Regions from separate parts of the Mus musculus genome. Here regions 2, 3 and 4 are each linked to region 1. The links are chromatin contacts, called in public HiChIP or PLAC-seq maps. All regions are on one chromosome and are shown on one strand. The core of a region is the stretch at or near the end of the contact, and the rest is flanking DNA. Distances in the headings are between cores, read along the strand shown. Region 1 overlaps Dnah8 (dynein, axonemal, heavy chain 8). Region 2 overlaps Btbd9 (BTB (POZ) domain containing 9). Region 3 overlaps Btbd9 (BTB (POZ) domain containing 9). Region 4 holds the start of Btbd9 (BTB (POZ) domain containing 9).

What was found. HiChIP or PLAC-seq counts read pairs in DNA pulled down with a chosen protein or histone mark.
Region 2: a contact with region 1 is called in an H3K4me3 HiChIP or PLAC-seq map of the SCID.adh cell line, with 9 read pairs. The contact joins two enhancer-like sites. A contact is called at or near these places in 4 of 15 datasets of contacts at CTCF or cohesin (embryonic stem cells and stem cell-derived epiblast-like cells), 19 of 484 Hi-C or Micro-C datasets (embryonic stem cells, liver, myeloid progenitors and 8 more), 3 of 115 datasets of contacts at active chromatin or transcription factors (DN3 thymocytes, the SCID.adh cell line and embryonic stem cells) and 4 of 9 other capture datasets (adipose tissue, embryonic stem cells, liver and 1 more).
Region 3: a contact with region 1 is called in an H3K27ac HiChIP or PLAC-seq map of the HPC-7 cell line, with 6 times the contacts expected there. The contact joins two enhancer-like sites. A contact is called at or near these places in 1 of 484 Hi-C or Micro-C datasets (uterus), 2 of 115 datasets of contacts at active chromatin or transcription factors (the HPC-7 cell line and neural progenitor cells) and 3 of 9 other capture datasets (adipose tissue, liver and pancreatic islet).
Region 4: an H3K4me3 HiChIP or PLAC-seq map of the SCID.adh cell line shows a contact between it and region 1, with 16 read pairs. The contact joins the promoter of Btbd9 here to the enhancer-like site in region 1. A contact is called at or near these places in 2 of 39 promoter capture datasets (cranial neural crest and stem cell-derived epiblast-like cells), 1 of 484 Hi-C or Micro-C datasets (myocytes), 5 of 115 datasets of contacts at active chromatin or transcription factors (the SCID.adh cell line, embryonic stem cells, neural progenitor cells and 1 more) and 3 of 9 other capture datasets (adipose tissue, liver and pancreatic islet).

Annotation. Positions count from the first base shown.
Region 1 is chr17:30,840,175-30,843,884 of GRCm38.p6, reverse strand. Dnah8 (dynein, axonemal, heavy chain 8) reads right to left here. Exons shown (of 93, transcript NM_013811.3): 88 at 3,172-3,332. Among named protein-coding and RNA genes, the nearest start is that of Gm41561, 16 kb to the left of the region's middle. Within about 2 kb of position 1,609, at least 31 of the 459 cell types and tissues checked have an H3K27ac peak or open chromatin away from gene starts, as enhancers often do. A contact at or near this core is called in the HPC-7 cell line and the SCID.adh cell line, where this site is marked.
Region 2 is chr17:30,452,809-30,456,518 of GRCm38.p6, reverse strand. The region is part of intron 6 of Btbd9 (BTB (POZ) domain containing 9); the gene reads left to right. Among named protein-coding and RNA genes, the nearest start is that of Btbd9, 120 kb to the left of the region's middle. Within about 2 kb of position 2,083, at least 11 of the 459 cell types and tissues checked have an H3K27ac peak or open chromatin away from gene starts, as enhancers often do. A contact at or near this core is called in the SCID.adh cell line, where this site is marked.
Region 3 is chr17:30,508,179-30,511,888 of GRCm38.p6, reverse strand. The region is part of intron 6 of Btbd9 (BTB (POZ) domain containing 9); the gene reads left to right. Among named protein-coding and RNA genes, the nearest start is that of Btbd9, 66 kb to the left of the region's middle. Within about 2 kb of position 2,063, at least 12 of the 459 cell types and tissues checked have an H3K27ac peak or open chromatin away from gene starts, as enhancers often do. A contact at or near this core is called in the HPC-7 cell line, where this site is marked.
Region 4 is chr17:30,574,481-30,578,190 of GRCm38.p6, reverse strand. It overlaps Btbd9 (BTB (POZ) domain containing 9), which reads left to right and starts at 1,904. Exons shown (of 11, transcript NM_027060.1): 1 at 1,904-2,045.

The sequences.
Region 1 (3,710 bases), core at 360-2,859:
ATGCTCTAGATAAGGTTAGAGAGGTGGCAATAGATTCCATTGTGCTCTAAGTGCCCTGGAAACCATCAAAGAAGAGAAGAGGTAGCAGTAGGGGAGTATCAAGGAGGCCATGGATCCATTTGGAAGCTTGAGTTACCTGAGAGAATTCATATAGGAAAATTAGTCTGGTGCTTTGCCACCGTGTGCTTTGCCCATCAGTGACTAAGGATGTGCTGAGCTGGGTCTCATTAAAGAGGACCCCTGACTTGTCTGGCATTCACCTGTGTTGATGTCTGTGGCCCCTATGGTTTCTCTCGGATGCAGCGACTCATGGTAGCAACGTGGCTGTCCACAGATGCCTGAAAGATTATTTTGACTAGAACATTCCTTTTGGAGAGAGGCCAAATGGCAAGCAACACTTCTACCTTCAAAAGCAGAGGCAAAACCAAAGAAGGAAACAGGACACAAATCCTGCAACATAGGTCACAGATAAAAGATGGGAATCGTGTGTGTGTGTGTGTGTGTGTGTGTGTGTGTGTATACACACACACACACACACACACATATATATATGTATACTTAAAAGGGGACTCAAATTGCTATTGGAGAAGAGTGGACAAGTCTATGTCGATAACACTTAGGTATAGAAAAACTCAAAGTAAGAAAGACTATCTTCACGGGTTTCATTTCTGTTGCTATGATAAAACAAACACCCTGGCCAGAAGCCACTTAAGGGAGGAAAGGGCTTGCAATCCCAGAACGTAGTCCATCACTGGCTGGAACATGGTGGTACATGGCTGTAATCCCAACCCTCAGGAGATGGAGGTAAAAGGACCCCGTAATTTGTAAGCCTACAGAGCAAGTTCAGGCTCAGCCAGAAATGAATGAAGCCCTGCCTAAAAAAATCGTTTTCCCAATACTGGGGATTGAACCCAGAAATTTGTGCATGCTAGGAAGGTATTTATCAGATACCTATCCAGCCTCTCCAGCCGCACAGCAACATCTTTTATTACATAGTTAATAATTGCACAGAGTTCTGTCTGCTGCTTTTCTTCCTACCCAGGGGAAACCATCACATTCTATGCATCAGTCCCGCTGGTCAGACTCATTAGAGTCTGGGAGGACTTAGCATTGCTGATTCAGCCAACAAAGTCTCCTGGGCACCAAGGTACAGCAGTGAGATCGGATACAGGTTCTGGATGCAATGGAGTTTACATTTTAACTGGTGGCTGATCAATAAAAGCAAGTAAATAATAAAAGCAGAGTGTGTCTGTGGCAGATACAAGAAAAGTTACGTCACGGGGTTAGGGTTTGAGGTGAGGCTTGAAACAGATCAACATCTGTACTTAGGGTGAGTGACCCCTAAGCAAGGGCTGGAAGAGGTAAGAAAGAAACCACAGTGGTATTTCAGGGTCAGGGCATGTTCCAGGAAGTGCAATCGCGGAGTCCTGTGGTCTAAGTAATAGGAAGATATGGAGAGCTAGCTGGAGGGAGGGATGTGAGAGGGGAGGATGGAGGCAGGACTGGAGGTCTGGATTATATGTATGTAGGATACCTTTGACCTTGACTCGAGGTAATGCAAGGACCTCGGGAGGCTTCTGATCAGAGGAACTATGGAGTCTAACCCACATTTTAACAGCCTTAACTCAAGCGAAACCACTTCCTCCTGCCCTCCCCAAACTGTTTGTTCTCAAGATGATCCCCAGTGCATTTTTAAAAAATTATTGTTTCACCCCCTAATTGTGCATTTCAGCTCACTGAATGGAGCCTCTCAAAGCAGTGGCCCGGAGGCGACAGCGAAGAGCTACCGTGTGTTCCGTCCCAGGGTCTGTAAGGAGCACGAACCACTTGAGGCTTGGGATGGCCTCTCTCCAAGTGAAAAGTGCTGTGGGCCGGATTAGAGGACACAGAGGAGAGGAACCCAGTGTAATCACAAAGTCTCGTGTCACACGCAGGACATGCTTTGTCTGGGTCAGAAGACCAAATACGCTTGTCCATAAGAACAGACCAGAGTACTAGAACTGGGCAGTACCCACCCATGCTTGATGATAGAGTTATTAAAATTATAGCCATGGCTGAAGGGCTGGGAGAGAGACAGACATGCCCCTCCTCCTAGCTAGGTATGGACGGCAAAGGTGACACCTTGCAGTGGAGCGACTCAGCTGTGGCTAACTGAGTTGGCAGTTGGAAAGGGGTGATCCTTTTTAGCGGAGGGTTCTCCAAAGATAAACTTCATCTGGAAGGTGGCTACATGGAGAGCTAAGGATTGGTGGGTGTTTCTGTGCCTTTGTGGGATCGGGGACCTCACATGGTGCTGAGGGGTACATGACCATGAGGGACTCATGGCTATAAGGTTGTAGGCAAGCAAGCACGGGAAGAGATGATCCATTGTAAGAGACAGGACTCTGACCATATGTGCTCTGCCCTTGCAGACCTTGCTTATGCTATAGATCACACATTATAATAGATATCTAGATGTTCTTAATTATGTGTGCACATGGGTGGGTGTGTACACATGAGTGCACCTGCCCAAGGAGGCCAGAAGAGGGCGTCAGATCCCCTGCAGCTGGAGTTAAAGGTGGTTGTGAGCCACAGGCATGGGTGCTGCGAACTGAACCTGGGTCCTCTACAAGAGCAGCACGTGCTCTTAACCACTGAGTCATCTCTCTGCTCCCAAGGGTCGTAATTTTAATGGATACTTGGAGAAAGAGATGAGGAGCCAGAATATGACCATCAATGGAGAACATCAATTAATGTAAAAACATAACTGGTTTTATGACAGGACAGAGAAGTAATCAAGGCATAAATTACAGCCTTTGTGTTGTCATAAATGCCAGGCCCTGGGGATTTAGTGAGTGGAGGGCCGGCCGAGTTGTCACGGAGTTGTAATTGGGAGACAGGAAGGAACACTCTTTTTCACAGGAAAATAAAAAGAAAGGAAAGGAGAGAGATTAGGGGAGAAAATGAAATGCATAGTCTTTGCCAGGCTTGAGTTACAAATGACACCTTCAAATTAAAAAAAAAAAAAAAGGAAAGAAAGAAAGAGAGAGAGAGAGAGAGAGAGAGAGAGAGAAAGAAACAAAGAAAGAAAGAAACAAAGAAAGAAACAAAGAAAGAAAGAAAGAAAGAAAGAAAGAAAGAAAGAAAGAAAGAAAGAAAGAAAGAAAGAAAGGAAAGACACCAAGAACTTACGTGATGTCGGCATTGGGGTGAAGCCCAAAGACTTCTGGGTTATCGAGGGATGGCAGAGACTGGATGAACTCAAAATACTGGTCCAGGGTTTTGCATATGGGGATTTTGTAGCCGGTGTAAAAACAGAACGAGGGCTCAAACATCTTCTCACTGAACCAGACCTGTGTGGGGAGGGAAAAGAAAAGAAAATTGATGAAAAGAACCAAGATTAGAAAGAGGGGGGGGCTTATTTCCATTTTAATAGGGTTTCTTTCTTTCTTTCTTTACTGTTGGCTCTGAAAGCATCTTAACAAAACTTATCAACGGAATAATTATCACATATAGGAAGAAAAGAGATAATCCACAAAAGAGAGGCCGCACAGAAATAATTAGGCAGGGCTCTGGTCGGCACCCAAGATTAGATCCAGCCAAAGTGTGGAAGGGTGTAGCATGGCAGATGTGGGCTCCGTGGCTGGGTACTTGCTTGGCATGCTGGAAGCCCTGAGTTCAATCCGCAGCACTGACAAAGAAAGCAGTAGAGGGAGTTGGGGGATGGGACG
Region 2 (3,710 bases), core at 834-3,333, 390 kb after region 1:
TCCCATGCCAGCGGCCCTTCTGTGTACGGTGAGTGAAGTAAACAGACCGCAACCTCCCGGCTCTTCAGTGTGGGGCAGTAAAGGGCTGGACTTGTATAGAAAGCCGCTGTAAGGAGGTTCACTGGTTCCGCTGAGTGCTTCCCAGTCCACTAACTCCACCTCAAGTGCCCCTCCCTGTGCGATGGGTCTTTTGCAATTTTCAGTCGTCAGAGGGGCCAGAGAAGAGAACTGACATCTTTGAAGATGTTCTGTGCATGTTTGAGGTGGTAGGGCCAGATGTAGCTCTTATATTGTGAAATTGAACCCTCAGTGTTGGCATGAGATGGGAACCCATTGTTCCTTGTACATAGATGAAGACTTTCTGCTCGCCACAGAGCGGTCTGAGTTTGGACCTGAACTGTTGCTGTCATTGTAGCACTGCATCCTTGGTTCCTATGACAAGACTGACTATTTTCCAACATGTTCAAAGCTTTATATTTTTTGCATAAACAAAAGAGGAAAATCATTAATTTGTATTATTCTCTTGAAAACAGCCTAGTTCATTCTACTCAGTAACTGTTTGATTTATGATCTGGGGCAGTGTTTTCATGCCTTATGGCTTTTTATGAGTAGAAAACTGGGAATGTTATAACAACCTTACTCATTTTGGTTCTTATTGTGAATGAAAGTATGATCCTTTGACTATGAAAGATCAATGTTTGGGGGGCGGGATCAGAAGCATTTTGTATTAGCTTGAGGGAGCTGCTTCCTGCCACCTCAGGAAAACTATTTGGCTCTAGAAAACTGTTGACACACAGAAAGAGAGTACCGGATACTTTATGACCCTAACTTGCTGTTACAATGCTCACAGGTTGTGTAACAGAAGAGTGTCCCGTGATTTTTATGATCTTGTTTAAATTTGAACGTTTAGGAGTCAGTTGTCAGTTTCTACTGCAGAAGGCCAGCCACTGGCCTGGGACTGGAGGGATCCACTCGCTTCTCCTGAAGCCCTGAACCCGTGTGAGGCTCTGTCTGTCTCCTGTCCCTCAGAGCTTGTCTTAGAAGGAACAAATGAGATTTGAATAAAGAGGTTTAAATTTTGTGAGGGAAAAGTAACAGTGGGAAGATAGTATGACATGATAAATGTGACGAGATAAGCACTCGTGTTAAAAATAAATAAATAGGGCTGGTGAGATGGCTCAGTGGGTAAGAGCACCCGACTGCTCTTCCGAAGGTCCAGAGTTCAAATCCCAGCAACCACATGGTGGCTCACAACCATCCGTAACGAGATCTGACGCCCTCTTCTGGAGTGTCTGAAGACAGCTACAATGTACTTCCATATAATAAATAAATAAATCTTTAAAAAAAAAAAATTAAATAAATAAATGAATAAATAAATAAATAAATAAAGGCGCTCATGTTACTCCCTTTGTTCAGTGTGAAAAGAATGGAACAGTGGCCTCTGAGACTTGCATTTTGAACACTTGGCCACTGGAGGGCGCTATGCCACTGCAAACCACTTTTTTCAAGGGAGAAGTCATCAACTCTCATTTTTCTTCAAAGATAAAGGATTCATATTCTTGTAATACTGAATCCGTTCATACTTAACATTCAGCCTTTAGCTGTGGAAACTTGTTTGAATGACAGTAATGGCTTCATTTCAAGTTATTTAAATGTTTAATGCTGTGTAATTTACACAAATGTGTATAATCCTTTATTTAACTAGATGAAAATAATATACTGTTAACATTGTTTTTTAGCATTAATTAATGTGACTAATTATAACAAAAACCACTAAATCAGTTTCATTGCATGATCAGACTACAGAGAGGCTTCCGTCAAGCCCAGGCTGGCACAAGTCAATGCTGTCCTCAGCCCTGCCCCCTCCCCCCCATTCCACACTCTGTTTTTATTTTAAATTTGCATTCAGTGTAACTACGGCTACACTAGGTTAACTGGAGGTCCTTTTCTGCTAAAACTCATTCTTTCAATGAAGGAGGTTCATAGTACTGTTCTTCTTAAATGAAAATTACTCTCAGTATTTAAACAGAGAGAAGGAATGTCCCATGTGACAGCCCTTATCCTGGCACCTGCAAGACGAATGAGAACTCTCTTTTCTCAGGCATCCTGCCGGAGGACCCTGTGAGCCCAGCCCATGCCACCATTGACTCTCAGTAGTCAGCAAAGCAAATGCCCCGCTGTTCTCCAAGCTCTGACTGCTCTCAGAAATCAGATGAGTCCAAGTCAAAACCAGACGACAGGTTTGTGGCAGCTGGCTTGCACTGCTGTGATGTGTTCCACCAAAACTGCCCATTACAGCCCTCTGTCTGTAGACACAAGTCATTCTTTCTCAGTAAACACTGTTTCTGCAGGTGCTGGAGAAAGAAACTTTTGCTCTCTCAAAATAATTGTTAGCTCGAAACAAGCTATCTTACTTTCCTAAACTCTGGAGATTTTGTTCATAATTCGAAGAAATTTTAAGCGCTAAAGTACATAAATATCTCCTTATTTTTAGATAAAATTCTACATTTAAATTGTTTAGGTTTTCCAAAATCCTATAAACAAGGTTCATCAACTGTTTATCATACTTTTATATCATTGTAATTTTTATGTGCATGGCAATATTTTGGGAATGAAATTTTAAATGGAAAGCTTGAAAGGTGATTTTGTACGGAAAATGCAGTCTTTCAGCACACTGAGGGTTAACAGGTTTTTAATGAATTCATGTTTGTGTACATTGTAATTTTCCTTACCATACTATAAGTATTACGTTGTTTGTGTGCTGTGTGTTTGTGTACCTGTGCACACACAAGCTCTCCCACAAAGTATCATTGTCCGGTGTCACCGCTAATTGAACCACAGTGTGCTGGCTCTCGGGTAGAAGCTGAGGAGCTTCTGAAGGAGGCTGCTGGAGAGTGAGTGATGCAGGGTTTAGATTATGTTACCTCCCTCCTCTGCTCCTGGAGCTCTTCTCTGCATTTGATCCTTGCACACACTGTCTTAGTAGGTGGACGTGTCAGCCCCCTTTTACTGCTGGAAATGGAGGGTACAGCTCCAGTCTCCTGCTCCTGTAACTGTCAGCCCTCCCACCATCTTCCTCCTGTAAAAGGTGCCCGCCCACCGGCTGAATGGCAACAGATACTGGAGGCCTGGTGGGGTCTCTGGTGGGAAGTCTGGCCTTTGTTTCTCTCTGCCTTACACATTGCCTTAGGCTGTTCTGTGTGTGGGTTTTCCTCTAAATGAGATCTGGTTATTCTTTTCCCATGTTATCCATGACAAAGCAAGCAGTGAAGGAATTTTACTTTAGTGGGAATTTAACCCTGACCAAAAAGCTTCTTTCATGATAGTCTTACCCTCCCCATAGTTTGGAAAGTAGTCTCTCAACATGAAAGACAATAAACAGGATTGAAAATGGAACCGGACAGAGAAGAGATGAATGAGATATGTTGACTGTCATGGCGGCATGAGGGAGTGTTGGTTTGATTGTTATAGCGACAGCTGAAGAACTGAGGTTGGCATGGATTGCGTTGTCAGGCTGGGTGGAGGACCAAGGATGGCACGGATTGGGTTTCTTTTATTTTCTGTACTTTGGTTTCTTCTCACTTAAGAATGAGATTTTTTTTTTCTTGGTGTGTACAAACAGACAAGCTGATTTCCTTAAGAGATGTACTGTTGCCAGTATTTGACAGCTAAGATTGAATCATAAGGTAGGACATTTCCTAAAGACATTG
Region 3 (3,710 bases), core at 814-3,313, 330 kb after region 1:
CCCCTCCCTCCCTCCCTCCCTCCCTCCCTCCCTCCCTCCCTTTCTTCCTTTCTAAAAGTCTCCTCCGTGGACCTGACTTTGACAGGGTCATTTTGTGCTCTGCTTTTGTTTTAGTCCATGTCGTAGTTGCTGTTCAGTTGCTGTAGCAAACATTCGGCCAAATACCACTTAGAGAAGAAAGCTTCAGAGGGTAAGCCCATGAGAAGCTGCAGCCAGGCATGGTTCTAGAGGAGCAGGAGCTGAGAGCTCACCTCTTTTCCCACAAGCATGAGGCACATGCATGCATGCATGCACGAACTCAGTTCTGCATGGGAAAGCCCAAAGCCCAGCCTCGGTGTCAAGCTTCCTCCCACAAGGCCACACCCCCTAATCAAGAAGGTCTACCAACTGAGAACCAAACATTCAGATAACATGCACCCATGGAGGCCATTCTCAAGTCAGACCACCGCAGTACGTTGGCTCCAGACCAGAAAGCTGATGGAGCAAAGGTGCCCTAAGAGAGGGTGGGAATGAGAGGAGGGAGGGGCCTCAGGATCAGCATCAGTTAGAAAGCTTTAAAGACGACGAGCATTTTAGTTTTTTGAGACAGGGTTTCTCTGTATAGCCCTGGCTGTCCTGGAACTCACTTTGTAGACCAGGCTGGCCTCAAACTCAGAAATCCGCCTGCCTCTGCCTCCCAAGGGCTGGGATTAAAGGCGTGTGCCACCATGCCCGGCAATGAGGACAAGCATTTTAACATGTCTCCTGCATTGCTTCATAAATCGTTCGTCAGCTTAGGTGTTTGTTCTAACAGCAGTTTAAGATAAATCTAAGAATTAGACCTTACTTGACTATCCAAGGATGCTTTGATTCCCTTCAGAATCATTTATTGACTGCTTAAACAATGTTCTAAATGAACTTCCTGTGGGTACTTCACTCTGCAAATACTTCCTTAGTGTGTAAGGGTTTAATTTTTCTTGTGTTAGTTAATTTGTGTATTTGTACATATGTCACCTTTGTTGTTTAGTGTCTTTTGTGTTGCTTTGGTTTCCCTCAGAGTAAAATTACAAGCTTTTAGAGGCATAGAGTGTGGGTTCTAAGTCTTAGGATTGTCAGACAGCACTCAGACCGTGACACTGTGCTAGGCGGCCACTCTGTACCCAGTGCAGGTTCATGGTGTAAGGCGCTGACTGACGGTGAGAGATGAAGTCTGCATTGCCTTGAACATTCACTGTCCATCTGAGCAGAGCAGTCGTTAAGAGGGTCTGAGTGGTGGCAGACTCCCTGAGCTGGCAAACAGCTCTACTTTTTTAGGGCTTGTTTTCTGTAGGAAACTGAAATTTGAGGTTCATGTTGAAGGTTTTTAATGCTTTGTATGGATGGCAGATTTCATCTGTTAAATTGAAAAAAGTGGTATTTTATCAATCAAGGCATGGGAGATTTGACCTACACCTCTTTCTGAGACTTAGGTCAGTCAGTCGGCATTGTGGAACCTGTGCTGTGCTGCAGATGGCGCTCACCCCAACCCTGGCTTCAGTTCACACCCTTGCTGTGGTGAATCTGTGCCTCACTGAGCATGCTGCCCTCACCAAAAAGGAGCAGGAGCCGTACTCTGTGAGCTCGATAGTTACTGAACGGGAGAACCGCACCCTGTGAGCTTGATAGTTATTGAGCAGGAAGGCTGCTTGTTTTCTACAGAGCAGACTTTTTTTTTTTTAATCACCCTTTGAGAATCTGAGCTGTTGTTTGATCTTCAGAGAAGGTTGGCATCTTTGGCACATTGGCTTTTATTAAGATGCCACTGTGCCTTTTCCTAGCAGCCAAGCCTGTGAGTGCTTCCCTGTACTGTCCTGAGCCTGCCACAAACAGTATCTTAATAACTAATAACTAATGGCTTGCTCATTTTTGAATGTTTACAGCAGGTTTTGTATATTTTTGGTTCTGAGAAAACACATAACATAACACTAGGTCTGCCATGCCTCTGCCTGTGCGGGGTAACCCTGGCAGCGTCCGCCTGGCATGGTGGTGGTTGCGTCTCCTGGCAGTAAGGAAGCGCCAGCCTCACACCACAGTTATCACTTCAGTGATGATGAGTGGAAGGAAGTGACTGACCTTTCTGAACCCTTGCCAGGAGTGGTGTGTGTGTGGTGCTGTTCTATGTGCACCAAAGTTTTACTAACACCAGCTCCTCCTACCTTAACCCTCAGCTGGAGCTGAAGAAAAGCGACTTGCAGTTTATCTGTGTGCATCTTTATCCTCAGACCAAACCTCACTGTGTCACTTGTAAGAACTTTGCATTGATAACGACTTCTCTCTCTCTCTTTCTCTCTCTCTCTCTCCCCCCCGTGTGTGTTTGTGTGTGTTATGTGAATTGATACTGCAGTTAAGTGTTATATTGATGCTTTATGAAAATAAAATTTTAATTTTTAAATATCAGTCACCCCTGTCAGTGTTTTGAAATACTTTTTACTTTTATATCCTGCTCAGGAAAGTGGGCTAATGCTAAAGAATCCCAATGCTACAGAATGCTACATATGTTTCTAATCCTTTAGAAACTCTTTGAAATCAAATGTTGAATTTAGGCAGACTGTGGTGGGCTAGGTTGGGACAGTTGAATTAGTGATCGCACCCCTGATGAGACAGGTCTTGCTTCTTGTAGCAGGCACTTGATTCTCTACCAATGCTTCCCTTTGATGCCCGTTGCTTGTTTGAATAACTACTGTTTCCTTTCCCTCCTTATTCCCATTTTCTTAGAGCAAGAAATTATTATGTGTCAAGTATGTCGCAGAAAAAGGAAGGGGTGTTGCAGAACATTTGCCAGTCTGTCTTCTAGTCTCAGGGGTTACATTAGAGGCCTTCGGTGATGATAAATACCTCACTAGAGGGGCTCTGTTTTTACTCAGAACAGGGATTTAGGCATGCTTCACTAGCCCAGGAAAGAAAATTGTCTTCGTTCGTTCGTTCGATCGTTCGTTCGTTCGTTCACTGCTTACTCATTCAGCAAATTAGCACCTGCTTTGTGCTCTACACTGTACTCAGTCCCGAGCTTGTAACACTGATAGATGTCAGGGTTTCTGCACTCATCAGTTGAGAGTAGCATATACACAAATTTATAAGTACGGGTCACTGAGAGCAGGCATGTATTTTTGAGTAAGGTTGCCAGGGTGGTAGTGTTGTAAGCGGAGAGACAGGAGATGCTATGATCTCGTCTCTGCTCTGAGCATGTAGGCCTTCTTTGGTATATGGAGAATGTTGTTCATATTAGCTAGTCTTCTGTGGGAGCCTCATTAGATGTGTACTAAAACTGTAGCATTTGTTGGGGTAAAGCACTTGAATCTCTTTTATTGCCTCCATCTATTCCGTCTCCCCTCCTCCCTGCTGTCATTGGCTGTGACATCCCCCCACCCATTCTCATTAGATTATAGTACCTTCACAGGGCTGTAGATCTAGGGGACAGGTACAGCAAATGAGGAGAGAAGTGTTTCTATTTATGGGGCGTTCTCTCCTCGCCACACTAGCAGTGCATGGATGTGTGTGTCTGGTCAGCCTCCACTCCCTCTGCCCCATCTCATCCACTAACTGGGCAGACAGAACATTTGTTTGCTTTGAAAGGCAAACACTGGCATAATTGGGCAGTTCACCCCGAGGCTTTAGATCCCTAGTCAGTCACGCTGAGTCTTACTCTTCTCACAGGACCAGAAAGCTCAAACCTTTGCGAAATGCCCTATTTA
Region 4 (3,710 bases), core at 655-3,154, 270 kb after region 1:
AGGAATACACGGGGAAGCTGTTGTCTTTATTCTCAGCTGTACTAGTTTCTTACAGCTGTTGTGACAAGTTAGTAGAAACTGTGTGGCTTATACCAATTCTTGTTACACTTCTAGAGATCAAGCCCTAGATTCAAGAACCCAGTCGCTTGCCCTTTCTAGCTTCTATAGGCTGCCTGTAGTCCTTTGTTCCGTTTTTAAGGCTGACTGGCAGTAGCTTCAAAGCAGTCTCCCCTGCTTCTCTCATAAGCTTTTTTTCTGACTCTGTTGCTCTTGTCCCTAGCCCAGCGGGGCAGCATCAGAGCAATCTCTTCATAACTTTTACTGAACCAGGTCTGCAACTTCCTTCTGTCACTTTCCAGAACAGATCAGCAGATTATGGTGATGGGGGCATGGGTCTTGGTGGGAAACATTATTCTATAAAACACAACAAAGCTGGAATTGGGTATCACCTGTGGGCAGTTTCCTAATGTTAAACTCTAGGGTTTGCTCTGTTTCTTCAAAGATCTCCCACTTCAGTTTGCCCCCCCCCCCTTTTTATTTTTTTGGTTTTTCTGAGACAGGGTTTCTCTGTATAGCTCTGGCTGTCCTGGAACTCACTCTGTAGACCAGGCTGGCCTCAAACTCAGAAATCCACCTGCCTCTGCCTCCAGAGTGCTGGGATTAAAGGCATGCGCCACCACCGCCCGGCTCCCTTTGTTTTTTTAAATGTACCAATCCCGAAGTCAATTCTCCAAGGACAAATAAATTGGGGACACGTGTATCGGAAAGTAGATGTATTAAATTGATGGATATCGTTCCACATGGAAGATGAGAGCGGAGAATGTTTCCCCAACCAACGTATCCACATTCCATCGTTCTACCATGTCATCCGTAAGGAATGTCACTACCATTTAGTAACTGACACACAAAGGCAGCTTTCTTTCCGTCTTGCTAAATGTTACTCCCACCTGTCTCAGCAACCACGCTAGAAACCTGGCCTACCTATTCATTCCCCCGCTCAGAGCTGGCCTCCGCGTTTCCATCCCCACCGCCAGAGTCTAGGTTGTGGCTCTGATCCTTCACTGGCCCAGCCCTAACCCTTGCTGTGTCTGTTCATTTTCACTGCCCATTTAAGTCGTCTTTGCTTGGAATTAAGTCTTCCATCTTCAAACCCACACACCCAGGTAAGTAACTTTCAAGAGTGACGACTCTCCAGTTTCGGCCAGGAAAGACCTACAACCCAATTTCTACGGCTTCAAAGTTCACAGTGCCTGCTTCTTATGTGAAAGATGGAGTCTAATGGGCTTTATACGTTACACTTGGTAGTCCTGGAGTGTCGAGGACTTATGTCCGGGCTTTCTGTCAGGGTCTTGAAATAAGGAGTTCGAATGAGATCAGTTCGCCCGCAGCCTCGCATGCATTATTTCGTCCTAAGTTGACACCTTTCTAGCGCAGGCAAGTCGGGTATCCGTCTTCCCACTGACAGAAGGAGGAAACTGAGTCGTGGTATTTCAGGCCTGGCCTCGTAGCACCTTCATGCTGGTAATGCCTCTCTTGGCCCATTCTCCTCGTCCAACTTCTCGCACGTAGCTGACTGTCCATCAGGCAAGCGACTAAGTGCAGAAAGACGAGGCTTTCTCCAACCGGCGCTCCGGCTCGTCCCCTTACGCAGTGACGCGACCGATGACGCTATTCAGTGACGTGTGATGACGTGCCTCACCCTGAGCCAGGTGTCGGCAGGGCGGCCACACCCTCAGGGCCCAGTACTGGAGGGGCAGTGGCTCCGACCTGGGGAAACACGCCGCAAGACCCCCGCCTGAGGCGACCTGGGGCCCTGGCGTCCTGGGTTCTACTGGCCCACGGTTGAGCCGTTGCTAAGTGACGCCAGCGCGCAGAGCGCGTGCGCGGCCACGGCGGTGTGCGTGAAAGCGGGCGCGCGCCGCGACGGCGGCGGCGAGGAAGGCGGCGACGGCGGCGGTCGAGGGGGCGGTGGCCACGAGGCGGGGTCGCTGCTGGCGGAAGAGACGTGTGTGGCGGCTTCTAGGTCGCTGAGGGACATCGTCGGGGTGAGTCGCCCGGACCGCTCGTGAGAGTTGGGGCCTGGCCGCACCTGCTGCGCGGGCCCGGGGCGCGGGGACGCGCTCCCCCTCCCCGCCGGACCCGCGCGCGCCGCTCCACGCCCCTCGGCCGCTGGTTCCGGGGGCGGGGACGGGGGCTGAGGAGGGTCAGTTCCCGGGCCTGGCGCTCTGGGGTGGGGGTGGGGGGGGGTGAGAGGGGGGCGCTGGAGAGAGGGGTGCCGAGGGACAAGTGACTGGACTCCAGTGCGACGCTGCCGGTTTCCTTTTAGGAATTTGAAGCGGGAGAAGCCCGCGTTCCTCAGCAGCCGCGCGTCCACACTGAGACGCCGACTGTGCAAACCTGACAAACGCGGAAATGGGGACCCTCGGGGTTCGCAAAGTTTTGGGGTAAACCGCGAAGAGATCCGTCAGCTCTACCCTGGCGGGTCTGGGAGTAGGAGCGGGTTGTTAGAGAGATCGTTAGAATCTGTGCCTGCGTGAGCGTCGGGCACACCCACGACCCGGGGAAGGCGACTTGTCAGTGAAGATGCTGGTTGACTAACCTGTTGCCTGGACCTTCCAGCCTCACGTGCATGCCCACGTGCTTCTCTGAACATTATTATTATTATTATTATTATATCCTGTGTTGATCCACATTTTTGAAGCCAAGGGACCATATCCATCCAGTATTGTTACTTCCTCATAGACTCAAATCTGCCCTTGTATCTATTTCCCAGAACCGTGCTGTGCTTTGGCCATTTCAAGGGTCTTGCAGGTAGAGCAGCCCTGCCTTTTGTGTGTGTTCTTCCCAGAAGCAGTGCGGGCTGTTATTTATCTGGTGGAAATGTAGATTGTGTTTCACGCGTGGGCTGGCATGGTGAGACTGGAGTTAAATGATGCAACTGGCCATCAGCCAGTATACAGGATTCTGTTGGGTCCGTTGTATGTGGTGGTTTTTTAAGGAGGAATAATGGAGACAAATGGAAGAAATAATCTTTCCCGTTATGAGTTAAAGGCAGTGCCAAGTGAGAGTGACAAGATAGGGAGCACTGACATTTGATCATGCCTAAAAACTGAGGGACATAACTTTAGAGTTTCCACCCAGAGTCTAAAATCAGGAGATTCAGTTTTATAACGGAGTCTCTGTAAGGTATGGTCTCTGAAGTTCTCACGTCTTGGAATCAGTAAAGCTTGCTTTGAAAAACCACTCAGGAGCCACTGTTCTATTACGAGCTTTTGTGAGTGAGTTACTTATTTCCCCTTTTGCTTGTGCCTCCTAGAAAACTGCCCGCTCCCGGGTAGATAGCTATGCGGTTGATGCGGCCTCATACCCCGTGGACAGTACAAGGGGAACATTTAGTTTTATCCTTCACATAGTTAATGCAACTGCCTCCCTCTTTCCCGAGTTGTGCCTCTTAGTGAGAGGGTTATGGGGTCACAAGTGAGGTCCCTGACCAGCCTGTTTTCTTTTAAGAATGAGCTGTCTAGTCAGAAAAAGAAATCATGTATATGTCAAAGAATCCCAGAAGGAAGTGAGGTAGTAGGATTAGGTGGGGCTATAGTATAGGAGAAGTTTACACAGGAGGAGGTCAGATACAGGGCTGGCCTTTAAACAGAGAGTAAAATTGGAATTAGGAAAGAGATAAATCCTGTGGTGAAAAGTTAGTGCTAATT